Linked DNA regions of Mus musculus: all the other regions are linked to region 1. Evidence: chromatin contacts called from public Hi-C and promoter capture Hi-C data. All regions are on one chromosome and are shown on one strand. The core of a region is the stretch at or near the end of the contact, and the rest is flanking DNA. Distances in the headings are between cores, read along the strand shown. Region 1 holds the start of Gzf1 (GDNF-inducible zinc finger protein 1). Region 2 holds the start of Fkbp1a (FK506 binding protein 1a). Region 3 holds the start of Nsfl1c (NSFL1 (p97) cofactor (p47)). Region 4 overlaps Rin2 (Ras and Rab interactor 2). Region 5 holds the start of Entpd6 (ectonucleoside triphosphate diphosphohydrolase 6).

What was found. Promoter capture Hi-C pulls out the DNA fragments that hold promoters and counts their contacts. Hi-C and Micro-C count contacts between places; a contact is called where the count stands out from the background.
Region 2: a promoter capture Hi-C map of pre-B cells shows a contact between it and region 1, with 4 times the contacts expected there. The contact joins the promoter of Fkbp1a here to the promoter of Gzf1 in region 1. A contact is called at or near these places in 10 of 39 promoter capture datasets (the 3T3-L1 cell line, the HPC-7 cell line, cranial neural crest and 6 more), 1 of 484 Hi-C or Micro-C datasets (natural killer cells), 3 of 115 datasets of contacts at active chromatin or transcription factors (astrocytes, embryonic stem cells and epiblast stem cells) and 3 of 9 other capture datasets (adipose tissue, liver and pancreatic islet).
Region 3: a promoter capture Hi-C map of second pharyngeal arch cranial neural crest shows a contact between it and region 1. The contact joins the promoter of Nsfl1c here to the promoter of Gzf1 in region 1. A contact is called at or near these places in 6 of 39 promoter capture datasets (cranial neural crest, frontonasal cranial neural crest, hippocampal neurons and 3 more), 1 of 115 datasets of contacts at active chromatin or transcription factors (astrocytes) and 1 of 9 other capture datasets (adipose tissue).
Region 4: a promoter capture Hi-C map of liver shows a contact between it and region 1, with 6 times the contacts expected there. The contact joins the enhancer-like site here to the promoter of Gzf1 in region 1. A contact is called at or near these places in 3 of 39 promoter capture datasets (the 3T3-L1 cell line, embryonic stem cells and liver) and 2 of 115 datasets of contacts at active chromatin or transcription factors (astrocytes and thymic regulatory T cells).
Region 5: a contact with region 1 is called in a Hi-C map of CD8 T cells, with 3 times the contacts expected there. The contact joins the promoter of Entpd6 here to the promoter of Gzf1 in region 1. A contact is called at or near these places in 10 of 39 promoter capture datasets (the 3T3-L1 cell line, 3T3-L1-derived adipocytes, cranial neural crest and 5 more), 2 of 484 Hi-C or Micro-C datasets (CD4 T cells and CD8 T cells), 3 of 115 datasets of contacts at active chromatin or transcription factors (astrocytes, embryonic forebrain and thymic regulatory T cells) and 2 of 9 other capture datasets (liver and pancreatic islet).

The regions. Positions count from the first base shown.
Region 1 is chr2:148,679,795-148,682,440 of GRCm38.p6, reverse strand. Gzf1 (GDNF-inducible zinc finger protein 1) reads right to left here and starts at 1,321. Exons shown (of 6, transcript NM_028986.3): 1 at 1,226-1,321. It overlaps Gm46771 (a long non-coding RNA gene), which reads left to right and starts at 1,497. Exons shown (of 2, transcript XR_001783505.2): 1 at 1,497-1,616; 2 at 1,996-2,163.
Region 2 is chr2:151,541,162-151,543,807 of GRCm38.p6, reverse strand. Fkbp1a (FK506 binding protein 1a) reads right to left here and starts at 1,325. Exons shown (of 5, transcript NM_008019.3): 1 at 1,064-1,325; 2 at 943-990. The coding sequence starts at 1,100. Gm14167 (predicted gene 14167) reads left to right here and starts at 1,337. Exons shown (of 3, transcript NR_166213.1): 1 at 1,337-1,555; 2 at 2,204-2,385.
Region 3 is chr2:151,492,864-151,495,509 of GRCm38.p6, reverse strand. Nsfl1c (NSFL1 (p97) cofactor (p47)) reads right to left here and starts at 1,328. Exons shown (of 10, transcript NM_198326.3): 1 at 1,098-1,328. The coding sequence starts at 1,202.
Region 4 is chr2:145,886,803-145,889,448 of GRCm38.p6, reverse strand. It overlaps Rin2 (Ras and Rab interactor 2), which reads right to left. Exons shown (of 13, transcript NM_028724.4): 13 at 1,833-2,646. The region is part of intron 2 of Gm39954 (a long non-coding RNA gene); the gene reads left to right. Among named protein-coding and RNA genes, the nearest start is that of Gm39954, 6.0 kb to the left of the region's middle. Within about 2 kb of position 1,323, at least 190 of the 459 cell types and tissues checked have an H3K27ac peak or open chromatin away from gene starts, as enhancers often do. A contact at or near this core is called in astrocytes and liver, where this site is marked.
Region 5 is chr2:150,747,753-150,750,398 of GRCm38.p6, reverse strand. Entpd6 (ectonucleoside triphosphate diphosphohydrolase 6) reads right to left here and starts at 1,318. Exons shown (of 14, transcript NM_172117.5): 1 at 1,166-1,318.

The sequences.
Region 1 (2,646 bases), core at 72-2,571:
CTCATGCCCGTCTTGGTTCAACTATAGTTTGTCAACAACCCCCTCAACTCCAGCTTCACCAAATGAAAGGTTATTCCCCTGCAGTTAACATATCCCCCAAGATTCCTGTCCTGGATTCCAAAATGCTAGCCCAACTTCCTGTCTTCTGCTTTGTGCACTCTTCTCAGAGTCCTCTGTCTCTGAATCTAACTTCCTTTTCCAGGCTTACATGGGTCTCCAAGTCTCCACCCTCCAGAGCATTCCTAGATCTCCTTCACCTGACGCTAGACATCACCTTGGATTCCATATGTCTACCTGGATCTGCCATTGCCTCTCCATTTCATTCAAGAGACCACTACCCAAAATCTCCAGTCTCAAACACAGAAAAGACTCCTAGAGAGTGCAATTGTAAATTTGGCACCTGTGGAATGTCATGTTGACTAAAGGGGACTCTACAGGGAACACTACCTACCTACAGAGGAAGCTTAAATAAAGGAAATACTGGTATGAGAGAGACAAGAGGCAAGTACTCAAGGGCCAATGCTCTTCAGAATCCCCGGCCCCAGCCTGAAGACTAAAGCTGAAGACCCCTCTTGGCCCGATGCCCATACGGCCAGCCTGATTTCCTAACACCTCGCCCTGGTCCCTCAAGGGAAATCGAAGTTCTTCCAGGAGATCTGGCAGCGACTTCACCATCAGCCAAGAAGGCCCTGAGCAGATTTCCCTGTTTACCTCCCCTGGGGGCAGACACCGGTCATAGCGAGCGGCTATTTGAGGTCTAGTGACAGCTGTGTTCCATTGTAACTCATTGGCATTCGGCCGTCTCAGGGTGGGCCTAGCCTCCTCACCAAGGTCGCCTAGTAGTCCCGGGGTCGGGACTCCCAGGCCAGGCCTCCAGGAGACGCTGTTCTCCGCAGCCTGCCCACCCTAGAGGGATCCTGGCTCTCAGGCAGGGAATAAAGGTCGGTGTCGGTGGCCTCTCTGACTGCACCACCTCTGACCCCACCTTGGCTACCCCGAGTCCCGGACCACCGATGATCTTCCAAAGCCGCAGGGAGAATGAACTCTGGCGGCAAGGTCCAGCCCTTCCTCCGGCCTCCAGAGTCCAGCCTGCGTGGTCATTTCGGCCTGTCCCGCCGCACCCCCGTACTCCCCGTCCTGTGCCTACATCCCCCACAGCCCGCCGCTCCAAGGGACAGAAGACAGAGGACAGCCTAGAAGACGAACCAGTCGGCAGCACGCTCACCTCTTAGCCAGTGCCTCCACGGACCCGTACCCTGGCCCAGGCCAGCAGGGACAGCGGACCGCAGGGTCCGCGGATTGGTCGCCACGAGCGCGCCCCGCCCCCTAGTGGGCTCCGCCCCCCGTAGGCTAGGAAGGCGCTGCGCGCGCACCTCCAGCTGCAAAGGCGGTTCCGGCCGTTGGTTACGTGATCTTACGTGAGTTTGAGCAGGGCCCCTAGCTAGCAGATCCCGGATTTACCACCAGCGTCTATCCAAGGCCGCGCCTGCGCAGAACACCGCAGTGGTTGGGGGCAGAGCTATTTGACAAAGTTGGGACAAGCTCCAGCTGCGCAGCTAGGCATTGGTCAGCAGGTTGCTGGAAGCAGGATTTTTCTAGCCTTCCGGGGTGCCTCGGTGGGTCAAGTCTTGGCGTAGGGCACGGCCGGGGTGGGATGGGAAGGCTGGCGCAGCTTTGTATTTCTTGAATCATTCCGCTTTAAATCCCACTCATGATCTTAATTAAAACCTGGTCATTAGAAAATCCTGCCTGACACTTCCAGTTCCCGGTAAATGTTGATCATGCTTCCACCTACTGCTAAAGCTTTACGAAGTCGCCTCCCTACTGCCACCAGCCAGCTAGACCTCTTCTTGCTGAGAATAGAATGTCTCTGGTCACTTCTTTCGTTGAACATTTAGTTTAGCGAAACAGTGCTTTTTCCTCCCTTTAAAATATATCTAATCCTCTAGAAAACTAACTGGCCTCTGTCTTAATACAGACCGTGTCTTTCTCTAGGGTGGAAGCCGGCTATTTCAAGTAGAAATGCCCACGAGATTGATAGCTCCTTCAACTTCCCAAATGCCTTGTTCTTTTAACTAGCTCCTGCTGCAAAGAGGCGATCTAGCCACTGAATTAAGCCAATTACCTGAAATAAAAGTTCTTACAAGGTGAAGTTAGTTTAAACTATGACTTCAATAGATATTGATGATTATATCTTGGAATACACGTGTGTGTGTGTGTGTGTGTGTGTGTGTGTGTGTGATAAGCCATAAACTGTTTTGCTACACAGAAGAATGAAATCTCGATTTACAACCCAGTTTGGAATATAAGTAAAACCATTTTGTGTGATTTGAAATAATGTAATGTTTTCAAGATGTGTTATGGAGCCAACCACATGGCAGCTCCTATGAGCCAAGCAGGCTTCGATATGCTGATGAACCAACCCTGAGCTGGGAGTCCCTTAATCTTTATAATAGCATGGTATTATAGGGAGTGTTTGTGTGAATAAACTGAGCATATTCAAAAGGGAAATCTATGTGTACGAAAAATGAGACAGAAGTATTTAAACTCTAGCTCAACAGGCTGAGACTGCTTTATTGGACCAGCAAGGGGCCCCGACATTTCTGTGGGATGAAAGTTGAGTGCATTTAGTTGGACTGGTGGAAA
Region 2 (2,646 bases), core at 76-2,575, 2.9 Mb before region 1:
GGGAGAAGCAGACGAAACAGAGGAAGGATGGGGAGGGGGACAAAGGAAAGGGTGGGAAAGGGAAGGAGGGGGAGGGAAGCCGATTCATATCAGCTGTGGCTACACCACTCTGCCTAGCTATGAAGGCACAGTCAGCTCCCCCTCCCCCTCCCCAACCCAGGAAGACCTTGTAAGGGCATGGAGTAAAAAATGGTCCCAGGGCCAGCAGTCTTGATGCTTCAATTCTGGCTGAGTATGCGCGTCTTTAAAATCTCCTTTGACTTAGTTACTGTGCACTGCATTCACGACCCCCCAGTTTCCTTTATCTTTAAAAATGGGGGTGAGAAAGTCTCTACTCCCAGAAAGGGGAAAGGAAAATGTTATGGTATACATCCTTTGGTCTGGAAATCACTGCCATGGAGGCTGAGATTTGCAAGTGGGTCAAAGAGAAATAGACATTGCATTATCTATTTCTGAGAGGGCACGTGAAGCCACAATAATGACTTCGCAAGTGGGTCGTTTCCCACCCGCCCCAGAAAGGTGAATTCAAGGGTTTCCCTGGGAAAGGGTGGCTGGGCAGACTAGGAATTTTCTCCCCTTCTATCTACTGAAGGAAGAATCCCGACGCACGAAGAAGGCATCAAGCCATCGGGGTTCAGAAACGGTTCAAATCTTCCCGAAGGGTCCCTGGCCGGGAGCGTGTGACCTCCGCCAGGCGATGAGTTCGCCCCAGCCTCAGTTTCTACGGTTGGACAGTAGGCTCCCTGCGGCATCCGGGGCCGCACACCGTTCAGGGCGGACGAGACTGCGCCAACCCCATGTCCCGTTCGGCGCGGCGGGCCCAGCCTGTCCCTCGGGGCATGGCCACCGCCCAGGCCTCGGCCGCCGGCCACGCGGCCACCACGCCCCGACTCCCCAGCCGCCGCCCCTCCCGCCCGGCCCCACCCGGCCGGTCCGACTCACCCGTGTAGTGCACCACGCAGGTCTGGCCGCGCTTTGGGAAGGTGCGCCCTGAGGAGAGACAAGACTGCAGGTGAGTGGCTGCGAGCGGCGGCCGGGAAACGGGCGGCGGGTGTCTACTCACCGTCTCCAGGAGAGATGGTCTCCACCTGCACTCCCATGGCGGCGGCGGCGGCGGCGGCGTTGGCGGAGGAGGAGGAAAAGGACGCGGGTGGCGGCGCGACGGGCGGCGTGGAGCCGGAGCGGACCTGGCGGCGGTTCAGAGGTTCGGCTTCGTCCCTCTCGTGGCTCCTGCGCACGCGCACCGCACCGCACGGCACGCCCCGCCCTATTTGCGCGAGGCGCTCACATCCCTGAAGCGGGGCAGCTAGGCGGAGGGACCGGAAGTCCGGAGGCCACAGACCCCCGGATGCAGCTGCGGCGGAAGGCGCGTCCTGTTGGCTACTCCCGGTTTTCCTCTGCGTTTCTCCGCCTCGGAGACGCCGCAGTAATAACGGGCCCACCAGCTACTGACGAGCTCACTCAGAGATGCTTTACTTGCGCACACCTAACTAATTGCCCTGTAAGGACGATAGCTGTGAGTAGGCCTTGTACCTGTGGAACCAAGGAAACGTCTGTAAGTGGCCCTAGGTTCCGAGCTCCTTCTTGGAAGAGTCAGTATTAACACTAGCCTGCGTGAAAGCCCACTCTTCCACGAATACGTATATATTAAATATATGGAAATAGAGAGGGGAGTGGTGGCGCACGACTTTAATCCCAGCCCTGGTGTAGTCTACAGAGCGAGTTCCAGAGCAGCAAGGGAAGATAACCCCTGTCTCAAACAAACAAAAAGAAAAAAGTCATATATGTATGTATGGGGCTCTTGTGAGTTTTGCTTGAATACCTTCAGTACTTTAAAGAATAAAAACTTAATGGGCTGGAAAGATGGCTCGGGTGTTAAAAGCACTGGCTGCTCTTCCTGAGTTCAATTCCCACACCCACACGGCAGTTCACAACTATCTGTTACCTCCAGTTCCAGGGAATCATATACTCGGTGTACAGATGGATACATAGACAGAACACTCATTCACATAAAATAAAACTGCCAGGGTTGCTGGTGCAGACCTGTAACCCCAGTGCTGAGGATAGGAACACAGTCAGTCTAGCCTATTCAGTGAGCTCCAGGCCAGTGAGAAACCTTGTATTAAAAGAGGTAGACAGAGACCATAGAGACCACGTTCCCAAAGACCACGTGTCCAGCTGAACCAATCTGCCTCCATCTTAGGCTGAATTCAGAAATTCAGAAGCTGGATCCTGCCCTCTGGCCCTCTGGGACTGAGGAATTGTACCTTAGGGGTGCACACCTTGGAGAAAGCACACACCTCCAGTTTGTTGGACAGCAGGATCAAAAACCAACCCACCAACACCTTAAAAACATATGTATTTATTTTATGGAGGCATCCTCTGGTAAGTCATAGAAACTTTTAATGTTTTTTTTTTTGGTGACATCTGGTTTCTGGTTCTGTCAGATCCCAATCTAGGGACTATAAACTGCTCCAGAGGCGATCTACACCACAACAGCTCCACAAACAAAACCAAAAAGTCCTGGACTTGCTGAAAGTTGATATAAATCAGTCTAGTCGATGTGATACTTCCTGTCTCTTCATCTGGGTCAGCAAACCAGCTTCGGATGAATACCTCACTACCCTAGCCCACCCTGGCCTTTGG
Region 3 (2,646 bases), core at 79-2,578, 2.8 Mb before region 1:
GAACTATGTAGATCAGGCTGGTCTCGAACTCAGAGATCTTCTGCCTCCAGAGTGCTGAAAGAGTTAAAGGAATAAAGATCCCTAATGTTTGGGAAGCTAAATATTACAGTCAGTAGACATGGTTACATCAGAAAGCTCACACAGTGAGCACATTCGGTGTCCCTTTGAGGGTCCAATTCCTTATCCATAAGATAGGGTTAGTCTTTACCTGTTTAATTAGTAGTTAGCTCTTCAGCAAGTTATTTATCCTCCAAGTCTCAGCTGCAATGTGAGACATGTAAATGAGACATTCTGTAATGCTGAACAGTGCCTGGCTTGTTGTAGGTACTCAAGAAATATTAGTCATCGTCATCTACCTAAGATGTAGGCTGGCCAAGGACATTTATGCAATCAATTCTTTCTAACATTAATTACTGTGTTTCTGAGCAATAAGAGATGGGTGTTGCTCTAGGGATCAGAAGTGTGCAACATTTTATGCCTGGTGGAGCTTTGCCTTCTAAATTAATTCCTTAGTGACTATTTACTACATGCCAGTGAACAAGACAGTAAGTCCTAAGAAATTCCCATTTTACAGTTAACTACGAAATGTGCAGAGACCCCAAACGTGCGCCACAATCCCACAGGTAGTTTCTCCCTGCAATTAGGCAAGAGTGGGGCGTGGGCTGATGCCTTGCAGGGTTTCCCCCACCAGCACAGCATCCTTGCAGAAGCGGAATCGGAAGGCCACCGCGACCTCGGTGGGGCTCCATCTGGAAGCAGGGCACTCGATTCCACCCGGCCACCCGCAGGCACTCGCCGTGGCAGCCACGCCCCCAGGCGACGACTCCACGCGGACTGCGGCAGCGCCCAAAGTCTCGCCAACACTGCGAGCCCGCAGGAAAACAGAGGCCCTGCAAAGCAGGGCCCGCCCGCCTCCATGAACTTCCAAGCCAGGCCGGTGACGCGTGGCAAGCGACCCCAGGCACCATGAGGCCTGGGCCAGGCAGGGCCCAGCCCCGCAGGGATGACTGTGCGCTTCGGCCGCGTAGGGATCGCAGAGCCGACGCCGCACTCCGTATTCCCCAGCCCGTCCGAAGCGGCCCGCCTCGCGGCGCTACCTGCAGGTCCCAGCCAGCCGACTCCAGGAAGAAACGGGCCCTGTCCTCCTCAGTGCCAGTCACCGCCACGAACTCCCTCAACGCGTCCTGCCGCTCCTCCGCCATCTTCGCCCCGTGCACTTCCCAAACCGCTCCGGCGGACACTGCAACAGCCCGAACCCCAGGTCTGCGTTCCGCCCGCCGTTCTACCGCGTCCAGCCGCTGGGCGCCTGCTCGTAGGCTCCGCCCAATGCGGTGCCACAGGAAAAGCCCTCCGTGTGGGAAACCTAGCCGCCTCGCGCCCTCTGGTGGCCCCTATGTGAGCCTCACCTTAATGGCTGAAGTAGAAGGTCGATGGAAGTGAGTAGGGAGGGGCTGGTTTTCCCACAGGATGAAGTAGTCCCGAAATCAGATCCTGGAAATTACTCATGGTCTCATCCCTTTATTTCGTTAATTATTTATTTGCACATTAATTTCCTTCTTGAAGCATTACGCTGTCTATGGCTTGATGCTCTTCCAAGGGCTGTGGAAATAACAGAGATAAAACAAAGTATCCTGTCTTCTTGTTGCTTATGTCCTTTGACCCTAACAGTTCTAACCGATGCTCACATCCCCATGGTTTCCTATCTTAAACTAGTATAAGTCTCAGCCTGCCACTTTCCACAGCATCTAGCAAATCACCATTGCATTGCCACTGGCAGGCTGGCCCAGGACAAGGAGACTCAGAGCAGAGGTAAGATGGACATGTGTCACCTACAGAGAAAGTTTAGAGCTCTCTCTCCAACAGTGCTGCCCCTCAAGTGAAAGTGGGGACAAGTGAAGCTGGGAGCCTCCTAAGTCCATCTATTTATCCCTCATTTTCAAGGTTAAACTGTTACCATCCTACAATCTGCTAAGTTGGTGACCAGCAATTATTCTACCAGAACTTATTGAGTGTTCAGTGAGGTTCCTGTCAGCTGATTATATGCTTTGTTTTTCTCCTCTTCTTCCTATGCCTGACTCAGAGCCACATTCACTGTGCATGAAGCCACTACTAATGAATGTGTGAATGAATGAATAAGTGAATGGATGAAATAACACATGGATCAGACAATGAGGATCTCACAGGGAGTGGTCTATGCAAGAGCCCCTTTCAGTCTTTTTGTTCCACAGAGTCATACTATGAGAATGAAGAGCAGGAAGTAGCTCTGCCAGGGGCATCTCCAACTTCTAAGCCAGCCTCGGGCATGGCTGCAAACGCGACAGCACTGGATTGGTGTGAATACCGTCCTTTGGTATAACTGCAGATCAGTCCCACTGTAACCAACTGAAAAGGCCCACAGAGGCCATTTGGAACCTAACACATTGCAGAGAAGCAGTAAGGAGAACCCTATCTGCTTTTGATGCTGGTCCGATTCATAGTCAGCCCTCTGCCCAGCCTGACAGCTATCAAGAAGACTATAGGAATAATTGTGGGTGCAGGGCATTAGGGTTCCCTTAGCCTGCTGAAGGTGCTGTGTTCACATTATTATCTATTTCATCATAAAATAAACCTCTGCTAGGTAGAGGTTAGTATTCCCATTTTACAGGT
Region 4 (2,646 bases), core at 74-2,573, 2.8 Mb after region 1:
TTCCCTCTTTTTGTTTTGTTTTGTTTTGTTCTTTTAAACTCCCTATGGTTCCTTCCCCAACAGAGTCAATATTCATGTGGAAGTCTGGGCCAGCTGCTACCCACTCATTGATGCTAAAACACAGACCCTTTTCAGTATGGAACATGTTTCCTGAAACAAATGCCAGTTCTTCCCTCCCTCTCCTTTCCCGCCATCTGCTTGTGATTCGGCACTGTAATGTGACTTGTGGAGAAGGTCATCTTCCCCACACGACTAAGGATCACCAAATGGCAAACAACATTTGGGTCTCAAATTTACCCATACTCGAATGGTCTGAAAACAGAGAGTCGCCATTTTGTTCTCAGACACTTCTGGGCAATTACACCACGTGTCCCACATAGACAGATCCCCACCTGTGTGAGTCTTCCCAGACACCTGAGGGTAGAGCCAGGCTCCTAAACACCACAGGCCCCTTTTATTTCATGTTTCTTCCAGAAGAGGAAGGTCAGAGCTGCTAGGGCAGTGAGGCTGCCTTTGTGAATGGAAGCAGTCAGGCCCAGCTTCCTTCCTTTAGTTTGCATTTGCTTGTAGATTTAAAGTAACTTCCACATGATACAAACAACCTTAACAATTTCCATTTCTTTCTTTTTTTTCTGTGTCCCTAAGGGGGTCATAGTTGGCAGTCTGTCCAACATCAAAAACAAAATTCCTTCCTCTGGCTGCCATTCAAGATATTTTTAGGTCTGGAAGTGCACCCTCCTCTCCCTCCGTCCAGCATGTATATTTTTACTCTGCTCTTACCCTATCCAAACTCCACCAGGGCCTGTTTCCTGACAAACTGAGAAGTGAGAAATGCCTGCGTGGGGGGAAAACTGAAGACACATGTGTTGAAACTCTGCCAGGGAAGCATTGCCCAATGACAAACCAGGGCAAGTCTTGTGATGTTTTCTTCTGCTCATTCTAGCTTTTCTGACTCTGCTCTCACGGGGCCTGCTCGAACTGCCTAATTTGGATGTCGTGACCCGCTTTTAATCTAAGAGGAGTACCTCAGCCTAAGGACAGCCTCATCGTCTAAATTTGCAGAGTTGGGAGGGCAACTGGACAGATGTCGCGAGCAGTGTCTCTTCGCTCCAAACATTGAAAGCAAGCTCAGTCAGCCTTCCTTCTGGTCTCTGAAGTAGCTATCTTATGGATATCCCAGAAACCCTCTGAACTTCCCTTCTCCCTATCCACAGGGATGCAATGGGCACTTAGCAGTCGCATGGCTGCAATCCCCAGAACACCCAGCAGAGGATCAGGCCTGCGATGCTAGCAGATTTTGCAATCCTAACTCTCAGCCAGGATACAGCAGAGGTTGCCTAAGGACAGGGAGGAGTTGTCTGCAGGACCCTGCCTGGCTCTGAGTTCAGATCAGTTGTGATTTGCTCTGGAGCCATCTAAGCCAAGTACTGGGCTGGATAATCGTGCAAATACTTGTGGGCCATGGACCAACTGTTCTCTTCGCTTTTTGATTTCTGTTCCATTGGTCCATAAGCTTTGGAGCAGTGTCCTATTTGCTCTTCAAAACTACCAGATCAACGTGGAGTTCATGGTTGTGTACTGTGTGCATGCGTACACATGTGTGTTTGCGCCCCTGGATGTTTGAAACAGGGTCTCACTATGTAGCACAGCTTGCCTGCAACTCACAGAGATCCATGTGCCTCTGCCTCCTGGGTGCTATGGTAAAAGGCAGAGGCCACCAAGCCCCAGCCACTGTCATGTACACTTGCACAGCATCTTTGGGTACATGATTATATTCTGACTCAAACAAATAGCTGCCACCACCACCACCAACAACAAAAAAGACAACTGAAGAATATTGCAAAAATTATTTTACATAGGATTATTGTACAGTATTACAATGTATTATGTGCAAAATTCCATTGAAAATCATTTACAAAAGGAAGCACAACCCAGCATGTGCCAAGGGAGGGTTCTGGGACAACAAAAGCCTTGTACAGGGTACGAGGTCCTCCAGATCAGATGCCTGAACATCCTTACACAGGATAGTAACATGGCTTTCTGCTTTTGTTTTGCAATGATCTGTATTACACTGATGTATGACCCTTCTGGAATACGTGTGTCCATAAACTCATCTTATACAACATAAGTCTAACTTCACCATACATCCATGTTTTCTGCTTGTTTTGCTCATTATTTGTCACACTGAGGATGGAACCCAGCATGCTAGTGTGTGAATGTTAGCTCTACCATGCCCCAACCAAATACAGAAGGTTTGTTTTTTGTTTTGTTTTGTTTTTGGTTTGGTTTTGGTTTTAGTGCATTCTCTCCCCATCAACATCTCATTGAACTCAACTAAACTCGTATTATACATGACTTGGTTTCTGCCTCCAAATAAATGGATGTCCTTAGTGTCGGCTTACAAAATGGGTCAGAGGGATCGTTATCCTTGATTTACTTTTCCCCAAAGCAGATAGCATATGGAACAGATCTTTGTCAAAGCTCACCGCAGCACATATTTTACAGTACTGACTCCTTTTCCAACGTCTTGCGAAGAGCCTGAACCTGCAGACTACATTCCTCAGTCCCCCCCTTAGAGTCTGTGTTTCTCTCTCTACCTCTCTCTACATTCATTTCTCTTCTAATTCTCAGCCTCGATTGCTTAAA
Region 5 (2,646 bases), core at 69-2,568, 2.1 Mb before region 1:
CCTCCTGATTCTTTTGCAGGGTGCTATGCCTGCATGGGCCAGTAGGTTCTTCCAGACCTAAGTACACAGAGAGAGAGCTGTGTAACTCTCAGGTTCGTTCTGTCCATGAGGCTCCAGATGGGACTCAGATACACACCATCTTAGTCTACACTTCTTCCAGGGCAGGAGAAGGGGGGCGGGCAATATTCAGACTTACCTTTATGCTTGCTGCATTATTTTCAAGGACATTGTTAAAACGCTGGTAACAGGGATGGGGAAACCTCCCCTCAACGCTAGGTATTCAGCCCCCTTCATGGCTCTGCAGCACCCCAGGAGAGATCCTGTAATCACATTCCTCTGCCTCTCCCTAGGGAAGCTCCTTCCTCACTGTCTGAGAGTTTCCTATTCTGGCTATGAGCATTCCCTACGCCCCTCACCACACAGGATCTGCAGAGACACAAAAGGACCAGGTATTTTCAGGTGACTGATTTTTTTTTGGGGGGGGGGGGATATACTCTCAGGGTGAAGGGCTGTGTCCACTGTGACCTACTCAGCAATGTTGTCTCAAAACCAATTACTTCCTGATGCTTTTAAAATAAAAATGTGTTCTCACTGACTCCCTGTCCTACATTCTGGGTGTCTACATCTGGACCTTTCTCTCTCCTTTAACCTGAAGCACCTGTGGCCACACACCAACTCAGGTGGAACCACCCTGACCCCTGGTAAGTTCTTCCATGTCACCACCGTTCCCACCTTCCACACAATCAGAACACAGGGTTTCCCCGGTTTCCTGAGCCTCCCAGTTGGGCTATCCAGTGCAGAAGGGGAGGCGCCTGGGCCTGGTTCTGCTGGGGGCGGGTCAGCACAAGCCAGCAGAATGAATGGACGCGGCAGGGCTGTGGGCTACACTCGGGCAGAGACCCCTGCTGCTTGGCCTACAGCATAGCTCACGAGTCCCACGGTGTGTTGTAGACGTGCGAGGGCTACGCAGCAGGGTCGGAAAGACAGCCAGTTGAATGGACCGAGAGCGCAAGTGACCCCGAGGCCTCCCCCCGGAGCTGTCTCCGGGCCCAGGGAGGTATCAGGCATTGGAACTGCACCACGGGGAACCCCGTCCCTCGCGCGCGTGGGGAGACCAACCGTAGTCAGTCCTCCGGGCCAAGCACATTTCGCTGGCCCCGCTTACCCTGCACGGCTCCCTCGGCCCCGCAGGAGAGGTAGTGGCGTAGCCGGAGGCAGACAGCGACCACACACCGCGCGCCCAGCTCTCCAGCGCCGGTCCGCGTCAACAGAGCCTTAACGCGTGGAAGCAAACCCCAGCAGACGCCGAGAAGCTGTCTCCGCCTACGTGCACTTTGCGTCACCGGGTGGGCAGGACGGCGTTGATGCGCGTGTGCCATGGCGTTTGCCAGCCACGCAGGCGCAATAGCCATGTGCTCTTTGGGTGTTTATTTTTCTTTCTGCCAGTAGGGGGCTCTGGAGCTCCTGCTTATCTTGGATCCTTCTAACAAGTCCTGAGGTGTGGGAGGAACAGAGCCTTGTCTTGACTAGAGTAGGAGTTACTTCAATCTCATCCATCACCTCGTCCTTCTGTAGGCTTTCCTCCTGCATCCCTCCACACCCGAGTTGCTTCTTTTACTTTCAAGGGAATTCGTGATAGGATATGCATTCACAATAGAGAATGCGGTGCTATCAAGCGTCCTTTATCCTTGGCCATATTTTCTGATGTCTTCCTAGAAGCCACAAGGTTGTCAGCTCCTAACTGCAGCGAGACTCTGGATGTATGTCCCTAATTCATTTGTCTGAATATCTCCCAAGTTGTCTTTTCCCCACCGAACCAGGACTCCGCTTCTTCCTGCCCACGTGATGGCATCTATACATTGGGGTGCAGGACACTGGTCTTGTTCCTGGAGGACATCCCTGTCTATCGGCTGGGAAAGCCTAAAAGCAAGGATTTCTAATGAAAAGATGGGGTACTCAGGGAGTGAGTGGGTGGATGCTAACCACAGAGTGCGGGGATACTGTGTGAGAGTAGGGTTGGCAATCGCTATTAGTCCCGCGAAACTATTGTAAACAGCATGTGAGCAGCTCATTGGACCTTGCCTTGTCTCACTTTAATAAAACCACCAAGATCTGATTACAACGGAAGTCTATATGGTCTCTTATTTGGCGGATCTTAAAAGCTCTCCCCTCCCCACTTCCCTGGCTGTTTTGTTGTACATAGCACTACAGCATCCCAAGGACTGACTATCTTGCTACTCACTATGGATGTGCTGTGGGAGAGAGTCTTAGTATTGGAATTGGCTATGATAAACTATATGCTCTTTGAATACAACTCCAGAGATACGACTCAATTTTCTCTTCAGTTATTGTACTAATTAACACTCTTACAAATAATGTGTGAAAGCATGGGTTCCCCACGTCTTCAACGGTGGAGTCCTTCCAAACGCTGGGTTCTTTGCTAACTTGTAGTAGAAAAACTGCACCTCACAGTTTTGACTTAATTTTCTAGTGTTTTGAAGTTTGTTCGTGGACCTGTAAGGACCCTGCTTCTGTCTTCTGCCTTCACATCTTTTACCATCTTCTCCACTTTCACAATACTTCTCTCAAATTCTCTAGAATTTTTGTCTTAGTTTTTACAAGTGGTCATACTCACTACTTGGAAAG